Linked DNA regions of Rattus norvegicus: regions 1 and 2 are each linked to region 3. The links are chromatin contacts, called in public Hi-C maps. All regions are on one chromosome and are shown on one strand. Each heading gives the region's core, a stretch centred on a gene start, on an enhancer-like site or on the middle of the called end of the contact. The rest is flanking DNA. Distances are from core to core; before and after follow the strand shown. Region 1 has its middle 19 kb from the start of Mocs2. Region 2 overlaps Arl15 (ADP-ribosylation factor like GTPase 15). Region 3 holds the start of Fst (follistatin).

Region 1 (3,656 bases), core at 443-2,942, 360 kb before region 3:
CAGGGAGGCAGGAAGTGAGGTAGTTTGAGAGGGAGAACACCTTTATAGAAGAAAGGGGATGGGGATGGGATGGGGGCTTATGGACAGAAAACCAGGAAAAGGAATAAAATTGGAAATGTAAATAAAAATATCCAATAAAAATAATTAAAAATAAATACATTCAAAAGAAGAAGAGGAGGGGGAAAAGAGGAGAAGGAAGAGATGGAGAAGGAGAAGGAGAAGCAGCAGCAGCAGCAGCTTCGTTTTGTAGTAGTGATTAGCACAGAGACCCACGGCTGGCCTAGATGCAGAGAATAGAAGTTGCAGATTGATCAGCCCCAAATTCGACATCAAAACCCCTCCTCCCTCAATCCTCAGTGATCATTGTGGTTGAGGGGGTGTTGATGTTAATATTGATGTTAGAGTTAAGTATGACTGAGTTCATGGAAAATCCCCAGCCAGCTGCAGAAGACTAATACAAATCTGATGGTCAGGATGAATAATGATATGATAGAGTTGTGACCTTGATGAGAAATACATCTGACGTCAAGATGCCCAATATGATGACCTGTAACCTTTCTGAGAAACCAACATCCTGCTGACATCAGCTGACCACACAGATAGTGCGTCCTTGGCCTTCGTAAATGTTTCACACTTCCCCCCTCCTTCTATTACCCCTGTTATGATATAAATTCAGCCTTGGGAAAAAATAAAAATTCGCCTTGATCAGACTCTTGACTTCCTTCTTTGCGTCTCTTGTCCCCCATTCTCTTCCAAGTACCCTCTGCACCCTCGTTGACAAATGGTGCCCAGTGTGCAGCTGTTTGGAGGTCTCCTGGAGGAGAACGTTGTCCCCCCGTGAACAGACAGGCCTGTCTTCCTTCTTCGTCTGAGCCTTTGCCCCGCCTCAGAGCCTCTGCTTTCCCCTCGGAGCCTCTGCTCCCCCTCGGAGCCTCTGCTCTCCCCTCGGAGCCTCTGCTCTCCCCTCGGAGCCTTTGCCCCCCCCCCCCCCGGAGCCTCTGCTCTCCCCTCGGAGCCTCTGCTCTCCCCTCGGAGCCTTTGCTCCCCCTTGGAGCCTTTGCTCCTCGCTTCTGGCAACCATAGATTGCCTGACCTTGGTTCAGACGCTTGGTGTGTTTCTCCCCGGATGATGCAGATCTCAGTGGTGAGTGATAGGACAAGCATTCTACAGTCACCTTTTGTGACAGGACTCGGAGTCATTCAAGATGCAAGGAATAGGGTTAAGAAAAAAGATTTAAAGAAATTCTTAGACTTTGTAGGAAGTTATTTGTCCATAGTTCCCCAAGTAGGGAACAATTGATGTAAAAAGATAGTGCAGAGTTAGTGGTTGTTTTAAAGACTATTATGAGATTTTTGGCCCTGAAAAAATTCCAGTTGCTGTCTTCAGTTACTGGTATCTTATTAATGATATCCTTAGGCCTATCCCTGCAGCAGCCAGTTCCTGCCCCTGTGGTCAAATTGCCCCAGGTTAGGGGGCAGGGGACCCCCTAAAGTAGCTTCAGAAAGAGTCTGCAGCAGACTTCGAAGAATTTTGTTTTGCCAGTCAGAATTCAGAATTCAGGCTTTGGCTGTATCTAACCTAGGATGGTAACAGGAGAAAGTCTTGGCACGGGCTCTTCAACCTACTTCAACTGGAGGCCGTGGCCAAGGTCAGGATCAATGTTTTCTTTTCCGTGGGCCTTTAACCCAGTGAGACAGCTTGATAAAGGCCTGCTACTGGAGTCCTGGAACTCAGAGGCACGGGGAGGGCTGTAGTTCTATTAAAAGTCAGTGCTCCAGTGTTAGCAATCTCTTTATTGGATGTAAGAGGCAGGAAGCCCAGCTCAACTGTGACTCCTGCCTCAGGAATGGCAGCAGAAAGAATCCTTATAGCCCCAGGTGAACGAGTTATCTCTGACTATAGCTTACTTCCTGATACCAGAGGCTTCAGTCAGATCACACGCCCCCTGAGCGAGCCTCCTTCAATACTCAGATTTTCTCATGGTCTTTTGGCTCAAGGTCTCCAGGCATGTCTGACAATTTGGAAGAAACCTCCCCACTAAAGTGGACGAGTCATACAATTCTTTTATCAGCCGCTTGACATCTAGCACCCAGGTCCTAACTACCTCTCCATCCTTTTGTTATTAGTTCTTACTGGAAGCCTAGCATTGTTTAGGGGCTGGGTCTCTTGAGAGGCAGAGCCATCGAGTTGACACTGAAGGGAGGTACTCCTTAAGGGAGAATCTAAGTCCGGAGAGAGAGCCAGTAAGACTCCAGCTGCCCCTCTGCTCGCCTTTCTGTTTCACAGGCACAAAGCTTGCACTAATTTTTGCAATGGCCTTTTTGTCCCAAGAAAGCTTCCTCGTTTAGCTGTGTGACTGAATGCTATTTGTCACCTGATCTGGTTGTTCCACCAGCTCTCTCCAGGCCACCCCCTAGCTTTCTTGCCTGGCCTCTTTCCCCTGTTCTTAAGAATTTTATCACCTAATACACTGTGTTGTTTGACTTATAATACCTCCCATCCTGCTAATATGCATGTCCCAGACTCCCATTGTGAAGGTTCTAATTCTAAAACAAGGGGATGGTGTATCCCCCTAAATATTAAATTTACCTCCACGGGTTGAAACCAGGATTGCACACGTGGATATACTTGGGATCTTAGAATGTTTCAATCAAGTGCTGATACAGGGATTATATTTACCAAAAAATTCTTAAAAGAGCTTGTGCATTCCTACTTCCTGGCTTCTGGGCACTCATCCCAAGAAGGAGCCCATGAAGGCACTGAACATGGTTCAGGGCACACGTGACTTCATCTACAGCCTGCACTCCACCGAGAGGAGCTGCTTGCTCAAAGAACTGCACCGCTTTGAGTCCATTGCCGTCGCACAAGAAGAACTGGAAGCTCTGCCACCCACTCCGGGGCAGCTGAGATATGGATTCTTCTACAGTGCAATACCTTCCATAGGGTTTGGCTTTTTGGATAACGCAATTTTGATTGTTGCAGGAACCCAAATTGAATTGTCTATTACAATTATTTGGGGAATTTCAACAATGGCAGTCAACTTGTTATCTTTTCCTTCTATGTATCAAAATACTATTTAACTTTCAGTCATTGATACTGTACTGTACTGATTAGGGTTTGCTTATTTCTTATATAACATGCATGGGATAACTATGTGTGTCTTTTTTCTCTGATGATTATAATTCAATACTGAGGTTTCTCCAAATTATTTAAGATGTTTAATATCAGTTAAAATTGTAATTCTCTGCCTGGTGGCATCCCTTCTGTGATATTTCACGGTAAACATTTATAATCATATAAATTCAATTTTTAAACTTCCACATCTATCCAAAATGGAGCAGTGTTTTAAGTATATCTGACTATTTTAAATTTGACCCACACTGTCTTTAAGAGTCAGAGGTTAATCAGAAAGAACAATTGTCTGGCCCCTCTTTTCCATAAACCATATATGCTAACAAGTGTACTTATTTCTGATTGGCTTTTTACCTTTAATTGCCCAACTTTGAGCAATCACAATGAATTCTGGTTTGTGAGAGAAAGGCAGTGCTTGGATACTTCCTATGTTTTAGAATATGGTTGAAGAGAGCATGAAAAAGGTCAGAGAAGACTTAGAAAAGAGAAAATGAGAAAGAGAAAAAGCTGAGAACTGGTATCA
Region 2 (3,992 bases), core at 242-2,741, 400 kb after region 3:
ACTGTGGTACCCTGGGGTTGAGAAATACAAAGTTGAACAGTAAGAAAGGACTTTTCATTTTCCCACCTAATAGAGTCCTGTACTTGCGTGTGTGTGTGTGTGTGTGTGTGTGTGTGTGTGTGTGTGTGTGTGTGTGTACAGAGCCCAGTACAAAGTGGTAGTTTCGTACTGTGAGATGACCCTACCCTTAGTTTTCCTAAAACCATGCTATAGACCCTCTGACTTCTATGCGCTGGTTCCATTTGCCGCTGAGAAAGAGAGATGCGTGTGCATGAAGAATTAATCTATACCAGCTTTGATGTGTACCTTATCTTCAGATGAAAGTGTTGACACCCTGGATAGCTTACCCTCTGACAAAGCTTGTATGGCAATCCCCATGCAAAGGTGTTGAAAAAAATTCAGTCTTCCCCACAAGTTTCTCGATTAGGTGACTTGTTTAGTTTGTATTAACTAGAACCTTTTTGTGTGACCATTGTTTTGTGTTGTCACATAACCTAATTTCCAATACTGACACCGTCACTGAATTAACCATTTTAGAAACCATCAGTCTCTAATGAAAAGATACTGGATATCTAGGCACAATGGCTGGAAGGCATTGATACACAGTATAGAAGGTTAAATAATAAACGGCTAAGACATGAAACATTTGCTTTGTGAAGAGACGCTGGAGGCATGAATTCAGGATGTTAAGTAGAAATCACCCATTTCAGTTATAGATGGTGCCCTCCATTAAGCACAAAGTGGAGGTTTCTTTTGAGAGATGGCCCTACCCCCAATCTCTCTAAAACAGAGACCCCGTTACAAAGCAAGCCTCTGACTTCTCTGCGCATGGCCACTGTTGATGAACTGCTGAACGAGTCTATAATGCTGGGTTTGCTATTAGCCCAGACTCTGTCTTTTCTCATTTGAGGTGGGTGGTGGGTGGAGAGGAGATTGACCTCACCATGTCACCATGGCTGGCCTGGAACTCACTACATAGACAGGCTGGCTTGGAACTTACGGTAGTGCTCTGGTCTGCCTCCCGAGCACTGGGGTGACAGGTGTGTGCTACCAAGCCTAGCCTTTTCTACCTTTTAAAACCAACTCTGGCCAGCTACGACCGACCTTGCCTCTTAAACTTCCTACACATTCACTTCACTTCCCCTTTCTTTTGCCTCAGGGCTCTCCTCTTTCTCCCAGTTTTATCTGCAGACTTACTTTTCCTCTCTGCTACTTTGCAAAGGCCTCCCACGCAAATCTGAGGTAACAGCAATTTAACCGAGTGCCTCGGGTGGCATAATCAGCCTTCCTGATTCCTTAGAGTCAAGCCCTGGCTGAATCTGGGATTAGTGATGGTTATCTCCTCAGGACCATGGCACTCTGCAGTCCCGGAAGAATTACAGGAGGGGGGAGATTCCACTCAGTTGTGTTAAGTGGGTCATTTTTTAATCAGCAAGGCCCAGAACTACATTACCAACGTGGACTAAAATGAACACAGCTCTAATGGCGGTGTGCTCATTGTTAAGATATTTGTGGTTTGCTACAGCAAGGAAGATCCGAGGGCCTAACCCAGTGCAAGTGGACAAAACGAACCAATGACTGCAGCAAGAAGGACACCCCATGTTGTGACCACAGCAGCTTTGAGGACCCACATTCTCCTAGGACAGACATGGATGTGTATCCTGACGTGTATCCTGTTACTTATTTTCAGACCTGCTGCCATACAGCATTTCATCTCAGGAACATTTTAGCTCATCCGAGAAAAAGAAAAGCAAAACCGACCAACCAACAAAGAAAACAAAACAAAACAAAACCCTAGAAGCCTTGTCTGGTGGCAACGTCACTTAAAGAGTTTAGCTTCTGATGGTAGCAATGATGCAACGTAACAATATGAAATTCTTTCATAATACTTACGAGGAAGTTATTACTGGTGGAAATGGCAACGTTTCCTAACAAACCAAGGATTGCAGGGACAGACCACCCAAATGTATTATTATATAAAGATGTCAGTTACATAATTACATGAGAAAACAACACATTTTACTTTTTTTTTGTTTTTTAACAACAATTATCCTCCCTGGGGAAGAGGGGCTGAATTAGCTGCTCAGCAGAGTGCCTCCTAGGGGCACCAATTATCTCAGACACATTCAAACCAGGGCCTTGGAAATGTACATTAAACCGGAGAGAGAGGAGCCCTCTCTTAGCCCTGTCCCCAACTTCTGCCATGTCTGGTGTGGCTCAGTGAGACCACCAACAGTGAACGTGTTTCCAAACTCCAATGCACAGTTAAACGCGGACCATACTGGCTCCCTCAGCCTAAGTGTTACTTTTTCTTTGTCTAGAATTATTTAAAAGGTCTTCTACTGGGCTGCAATGTGGCTCAGTGAGAAAACACTCCTTTTAGTATATTGGAGATGCTGGGGGCACAGGTTTGAAGGTCCTTGACCCACAGATCTCCCGAATGTGAGAACAAGGAATGCTGAGCGCAAAGGAGCCTCTTTCCAATAGAAAGGGTATAAGAAAGCTGGGGAGCTGAAAGCATTTATGAGCCTGGTAATCTAGGATATCGCAGGGTCAAGGCCACATGAAGCTCCTACAACCAGGACTGGAGATACCTAAGTCTAAATGGCTTACATTATCTGGATAGCCAGGGGTTCCCTGAAAGCTCCCACAACAGAGACCATGACTGAGACTGGGCCGGGCCCTTCCTTAGGCCTTTAAGCCAGTATAGGCAGCCTTTCTCTAGAAGCCATCTTCTGGGAAGAAACAACATATACCCTGAGTTAAGTTCCAGTGCAACGGTGCGTCCTTGTGCACCAGAAACTGTATTACACTAGCAAGCTCTTATCCAAGTTAAGCTGTTTAAATCTGTTGGGGATAAACCACCAGGAAACAGACTCTCTAGAACAGTGGCTCTCAACCCTCCTAATGCCGTGATCCTTCAATAGTCCCTCATGTTGGGCTGAACCCCAACCATAAAATTATTTTTCATTGCTACCTCATAACTGTAATCCTGCTACTGTCAGGAATTGCAATGGAAACCTTTTTCAGCTAGGAGTTTGCCAGAGGGTCATGACCCACAGGTTGAGAATCACTGCTCTAAAAGGGTTTGCATCCTCACTTCTCTGTTCATTTCCCTACCAGACCCCTGCAGACACACACACAGCCCCGCCCCCAATGAGACCCTAGGCTCTATCTGCAGCACTGCAAAAGACACATGTACACTTAAGCACGTTGTTTCCTAATGGGCCCTGGGGTACGCTTTGAAAGTACAGTGGAGAGGAGAGTATGTGTAAAATGTTAGTTGCATTCACAAACTCTCTGGATATCAGGACTGTGTGATTGGTGCACTCACACATCAATCACTGCTTGGTTTTGTAGCATTTTGGGAGATATATTGAAGGTCTGACATCAGAAAAAAAAAGAGTTCTATTAGTATTGCCAATATAGCTAAGAACTATGGAGTTCATCAACACAGTACAAACAGCAAAGAAAAGACACTTTCATCAAGGTGCTGAGCTCTCAAAGGTGATGCTAATGGCGTGTCTTTAGATGGGGGCATTCTTCCCACTGCACGCTGGCCTTAGTCCATTAAACACACTAGTGCTTCCTAGTCACAGAAACCAAAGACATCTCCCTAGGTTTTCAGTACTTCCCCATACTCACTCAAAGAGTCTGTATCGACAAAAAGAAACAAAGCCAAAATAACGTGATGCTTCTCAAGCTACATACGTGGTTTAAGAGGTATGTGTGCTGGTCCCAGCAGCCAATGCTTGGAATGAACCAAGGGGCCAGCCATGGATGGAGAAGTAAAGGAGGTGTGGCATTACATATACAGTGGAGCCATCCAGGAGGACAGATGAAACCGGAATTGATCGCGGTACGTGAACTAAACCAGACTGCGAAAGACAAATCCGGCATATTATCTCTCATATATAATATTCGGAATCTTTAAAATACATGAATGTAGAACGGAGACTAGTTAGGAAGAGGGAAGGGAGTAGCGATGGGGA
Region 3 (3,901 bases), core at 629-3,128:
GCCTGCTGCACCGAATGCGCGCGGTGCAGGTGCGGCGGCCGCGGGGCTTTGTGATTCATGCCCACTTTCAAAGGGGGGCTTGGGCCCGTCTGAGAGGCACCCAAACAACTGTCTTCTAATATTAGCACGGCTGTATTTCGGGATCTATTATAGTCTGTCCAGACAGATCCCATTGTAATGGGACCTTTTATTAAAAGATTAGCACTATCTCCTGCAGTTGGTGGAAAAAAATCTGTTATCACTGAGTTATTTGCAGTTGTGGAGGGGGTAGGAGGAGGTTGATGGAAGATGGGGGTGGGAGGATGAGAGGAGGACGGGGGGGGGGGCTAAGGCGGGGGTAGGGAAGAAGGGCGAATTTGAAATCCGTAGAGCAAATCCCAATGACCTGGGAATGTCCAAGAATTTTGTCTGCATAGTTCGCTGTTTGTTGTCGTTCGGGCTTCAGAAGCGAAAAGAATAGAAATTTAAAAGGCAGCTTTGAAATAAACAATATAGCATTTTCCGTGAAGTAATCGTTTTATATAAAAGGAAATATCGCCTCCTCAGTTTCATTCAGCCGTGCCAGAAAATGTTATAAATGAGAAGACCCGCCAACTTTCGGCGAAGAATGCCAGGCGTTGCACTCAATAAACTGAGGCTGCAGAAGTTCATTATCATGGTGCAATTTTTTTTAATATGAGAGAGAGAGAGAGAGAGAGAGAGAGAGAGAGAGAGAGAGAGAGAGAGAGAGAGAGAGAGGCAGGCTCAGGACAGAAACTGGGGCGTCTCGGAGCGGGGGAGGAGGGGGGCAGACCGCCTACGTCGGCGCCCCCGCTCGGGGCTGCGACTCCAGACGCGACGAAGTGAAAGGGGAGAAAAGAAAGGGAGAGGGCGAGACTGCCGGGGGCGGCCGGCTCCGAGGTGTTAAACATTTTTGTTTGCCTCTGACTTGTGGAGACCGAGGGCCGCGTCTCCGCAGCGCTCGGCCCGGTGGAAGGTGCCCGGGGGTCGTGGTTCTTAGCAACCTACTGCAGGCTGTGGGGGAGTGGGAGGCGGGGAAGCGGGCAGGGTGGCCGCAAAGTAAGACACACGCATGAGACCTCGGGACATAAAACGTCTCCGGGACCCCGCGCCAAGGCTCTGCGGGAAGGATCCTGAAACTGCTCCCCGGGGCATTTCAGCAGCTCCGGGATCCTGCGGTGTGTTGCACAAGTCTCTCCCGAGCGCTGGAGCAGAGGTGCTGGGGACCAACTCCAGGGGTCCCCGCGCTCCACCGGCCGCCTCCTCCAGAGCCTTCACTTACACGCGCACACACACGCACACGCATGCACACACACACACACACACACACACACACACACACACACACTTGCACGCCACCCCGGGCGCGCCGGCTCCGAGCGGCGGCGTGCAGGACTGAAGTGGATGTTCCTCCCCACCCCCGACGCGTCGCCCCCCAGCCCCCGCCCCTGCCTCCTTCCCCCTCCCCTCCCGCTCCTACGCAAATAAGAACTCGGCGATTCCCCTCCTGCCGCTTTGATTTCGGGCACCTCCGACAGATAATTGGGAAGGGTTTCCAGAAGGTGGGAAATGTCACCTGATTCACACTGAACTTTTAAAAGCTCCCCACCCCCAAAGAGCCGGCACACCCTCGGTCGCCGCCGCCCTCCCACAGCCCCACACACTGGGAGACCGCCCACCGCAAACCTCGGAGACCCCCGTCTAGATTTAAAGCGCGGCTGCGCCCGGCTTCTGACGTCCATTGAATCGCGCGGGCGGCCGGTGGCGAGCGCGGGGCTGCGCCGGGATCGCTGCGCCCTCCGCCGCTCGCCTCTGCGACGCGCGCCGCTCGCCCAAGCCACCCGCCGCCGCGCTCCTCGCCCCGCGCCTGCCCCAGGATGGTCTGCGCCAGGCACCAGCCCGGCGGGCTCTGCCTCCTGCTGCTGCTACTCTGCCAATTCATGGAAGACCGCAGCGCCCAGGGTGAGTGGAGGGGATGCGCCCAGAGGTTCGGCTCGGGCAGGGGTTCTACTTTTCTGTCGTCTCCACTTGGTCGGTTGGGACCGACGCGGCTCTAGGAAGATGTTGGAACCACCCGGCTACTCCTGGAGAAAGGAACGGGAGGAAAAGACTGAAGGCGGTGACACTTTGGGATAGAGAGAGGAGTTTAGAGCCAGGTTATCCTCAAAAAAGAGAGGGCTCGAGTGGGGGAACTGGAGCCTCAGTAGTTAGGGGTAGATGCTCCAAGTTCTGGTCCTAATGACTTCAGATGTTATCTCCCCTGGCTGGCTCGGGAGAAGAGCGAGCATCCATAGCTTGGAGAGTGCAGTCGACCTACTAAGCAGTCTACCCATCTTCCTTCCATATCTTTTGGTGACTTTTTTTTTTTTTAATGACGGAGTGGGGGATGGGAGATACCGAATTTTCTTGGGTGGCTTGGGGGACGTGGTTTCAGAAACTTTGCCCAAACTTGGAAATGTGGGTACTGAAATTTTTAGAGGGAGGTAGTTTTACGCTTAGCAGATGCTCCTTCTACCCCTCTCCCCCAAGCCCCGCGAAAAAGAAGAAAGAACAAACCAAATTATTAGCCCGAAGTGTTTTTAAGTACTTTACAGTTTTCTCCACTTTGCCTCATTCCTGTTAACTTCTGTGAAACAAGCAACCCACGGGCTATTTAGACTCCGACCTGGATTAAAGAGCAAATTTCTGAAGTTTATCATCTAAAATTAAAAATGGATTTATTTTATTACAATTAGTCTCCAGGCGGGATTTTTTTTTAATAATGGTAACCGCGCAGCTTGCGCTCCAATTGCTCGAGTCACTTTGGTGATTCATGAGAAGTCTGCTTGTCCAAAGTCCGAAGACATAAAAAGGGACAGGGGAAGAAACTATCTGTAAAGTGGTTCTTGGTAGACATGAGGTAGGTATGTGTGACCCAGCTCTAACACTGCTGCGTTGCCTGTTGGAGCGGTAAGGTTTTGTGTGTTGTACGCTGCCCTCCCGGGCACCGGCCCTAGCCGTCTGCCCGACACTAGGCTGGGCAACCCGCCTTTCTGATAGGGGCGCTGCCCTGGGTGCCCGGACGTGGGCGCCAGGGAAAGCAGCCCTCGGAGATTTCGAAAGACCGTGGTGGCTGCGGGCGTGCTCCGAGCTGGCGGATTGCAAAACGGGCCCGTCGGGCGGGCTGCGCCTCGAGGCTGCTCAAGGCAGATCCAGGCTGGGCCCGACTGCATTTTTTTTTTTTTTTTTGCTTTCATTTTTCACAAATTTCTTTTTGCCTGATCTGTTCCTGCAGATTCATATTCATTCTCCCTCCCCCCTCCTCTCCTTCGCTCCCTCCTTCCCTCCTTTCCACGTCCCCCCCTCTCTTACTTTCTTAACCCCTGTCACAAAAAATTCTCTTACCGCCTACATGAAACCAACATGTAAAAACATCCGTCGCATCCTGTTTTTGTCAGGTTCTTTAATCTGTTCTTCCAGTCGCTGCAGGTTATGAAATGGGACGAATAAAAGTAAACAGTCTAGTAAAAGTCAATGCAAGCTGCACGTGTTGTGTCTGGGTCACTGGTAACTGACATTGATATGGCTAGGCGCAGCGGCTGCTGCTCTAGCCCACCTCCCACCTCAGTGTCGGGTCTTTCCCCACTCACTCCTTTGGAGATTCTCTCTCTCTCTCTCTCTCTCTCTCTCTCTCTCTCTCTCTCTCTCTCTCTCTCTCTCTGTGTGTGTCTCTTCTCCCTTCCTCCCTCCCCCTCCTCCTCCCCTCCCCCCCAATCGCTTGCTCCCCAGCCCCACCAGGCCTCCTTGCCCGGCTCTAAGCAGCCTTCCCTCCCACTACCCCTGGCTCACTCATTCACCTCCTGATCCCCGTCTCTTCACAGCTGGGAATTGCTGGCTCCGCCAAGCCAAGAACGGCCGCTGC

The links. A called contact is a pair of places that touch in the nucleus more often than the background predicts.
Region 1: a Hi-C map of liver shows a contact between it and region 3, with 3 times the contacts expected there. The contact joins the enhancer-like site here to the promoter of Fst in region 3. A contact is called at or near these places in 7 of 12 Hi-C or Micro-C datasets (the A7r5 cell line, the Rat2 cell line, Schwann cells and 3 more).
Region 2: a Hi-C map of the A7r5 cell line shows a contact between it and region 3, with 6 times the contacts expected there. The contact joins the enhancer-like site here to the promoter of Fst in region 3. A contact is called at or near these places in 8 of 12 Hi-C or Micro-C datasets (the A7r5 cell line, frontal cortex, kidney and 4 more).

Annotation. Positions count from the first base shown.
Region 1 is chr2:48,216,412-48,220,067 of GRCr8, reverse strand. No RefSeq gene overlaps it. Among named protein-coding and RNA genes, the nearest start is that of Mocs2, 19 kb to the left of the region's middle. Within about 2 kb of position 1,692, at least 3 of the 93 cell types and tissues checked have an H3K27ac peak or open chromatin away from gene starts, as enhancers often do. A contact at or near this core is called in liver, where this site is marked.
Region 2 is chr2:47,463,105-47,467,096 of GRCr8, reverse strand. All of the region lies in intron 4 of Arl15 (ADP-ribosylation factor like GTPase 15), which reads right to left. Among named protein-coding and RNA genes, the nearest start is that of Trnat-agu8, 270 kb to the left of the region's middle. Within about 2 kb of position 1,491, at least 3 of the 93 cell types and tissues checked have an H3K27ac peak or open chromatin away from gene starts, as enhancers often do. A contact at or near this core is called in the A7r5 cell line, where this site is marked.
Region 3 is chr2:47,861,269-47,865,169 of GRCr8, reverse strand. It overlaps Fst (follistatin), which reads left to right and starts at 1,878. Exons shown (of 6, transcript NM_012561.3): 1 at 1,878-1,962; 2 at 3,861-3,901. The coding sequence starts at 1,878. LOC120100717 (a long non-coding RNA gene) reads right to left here. Exons shown (of 2, transcript XR_005500667.1): 1 at 3,837-3,901; 2 at 1,515-3,462.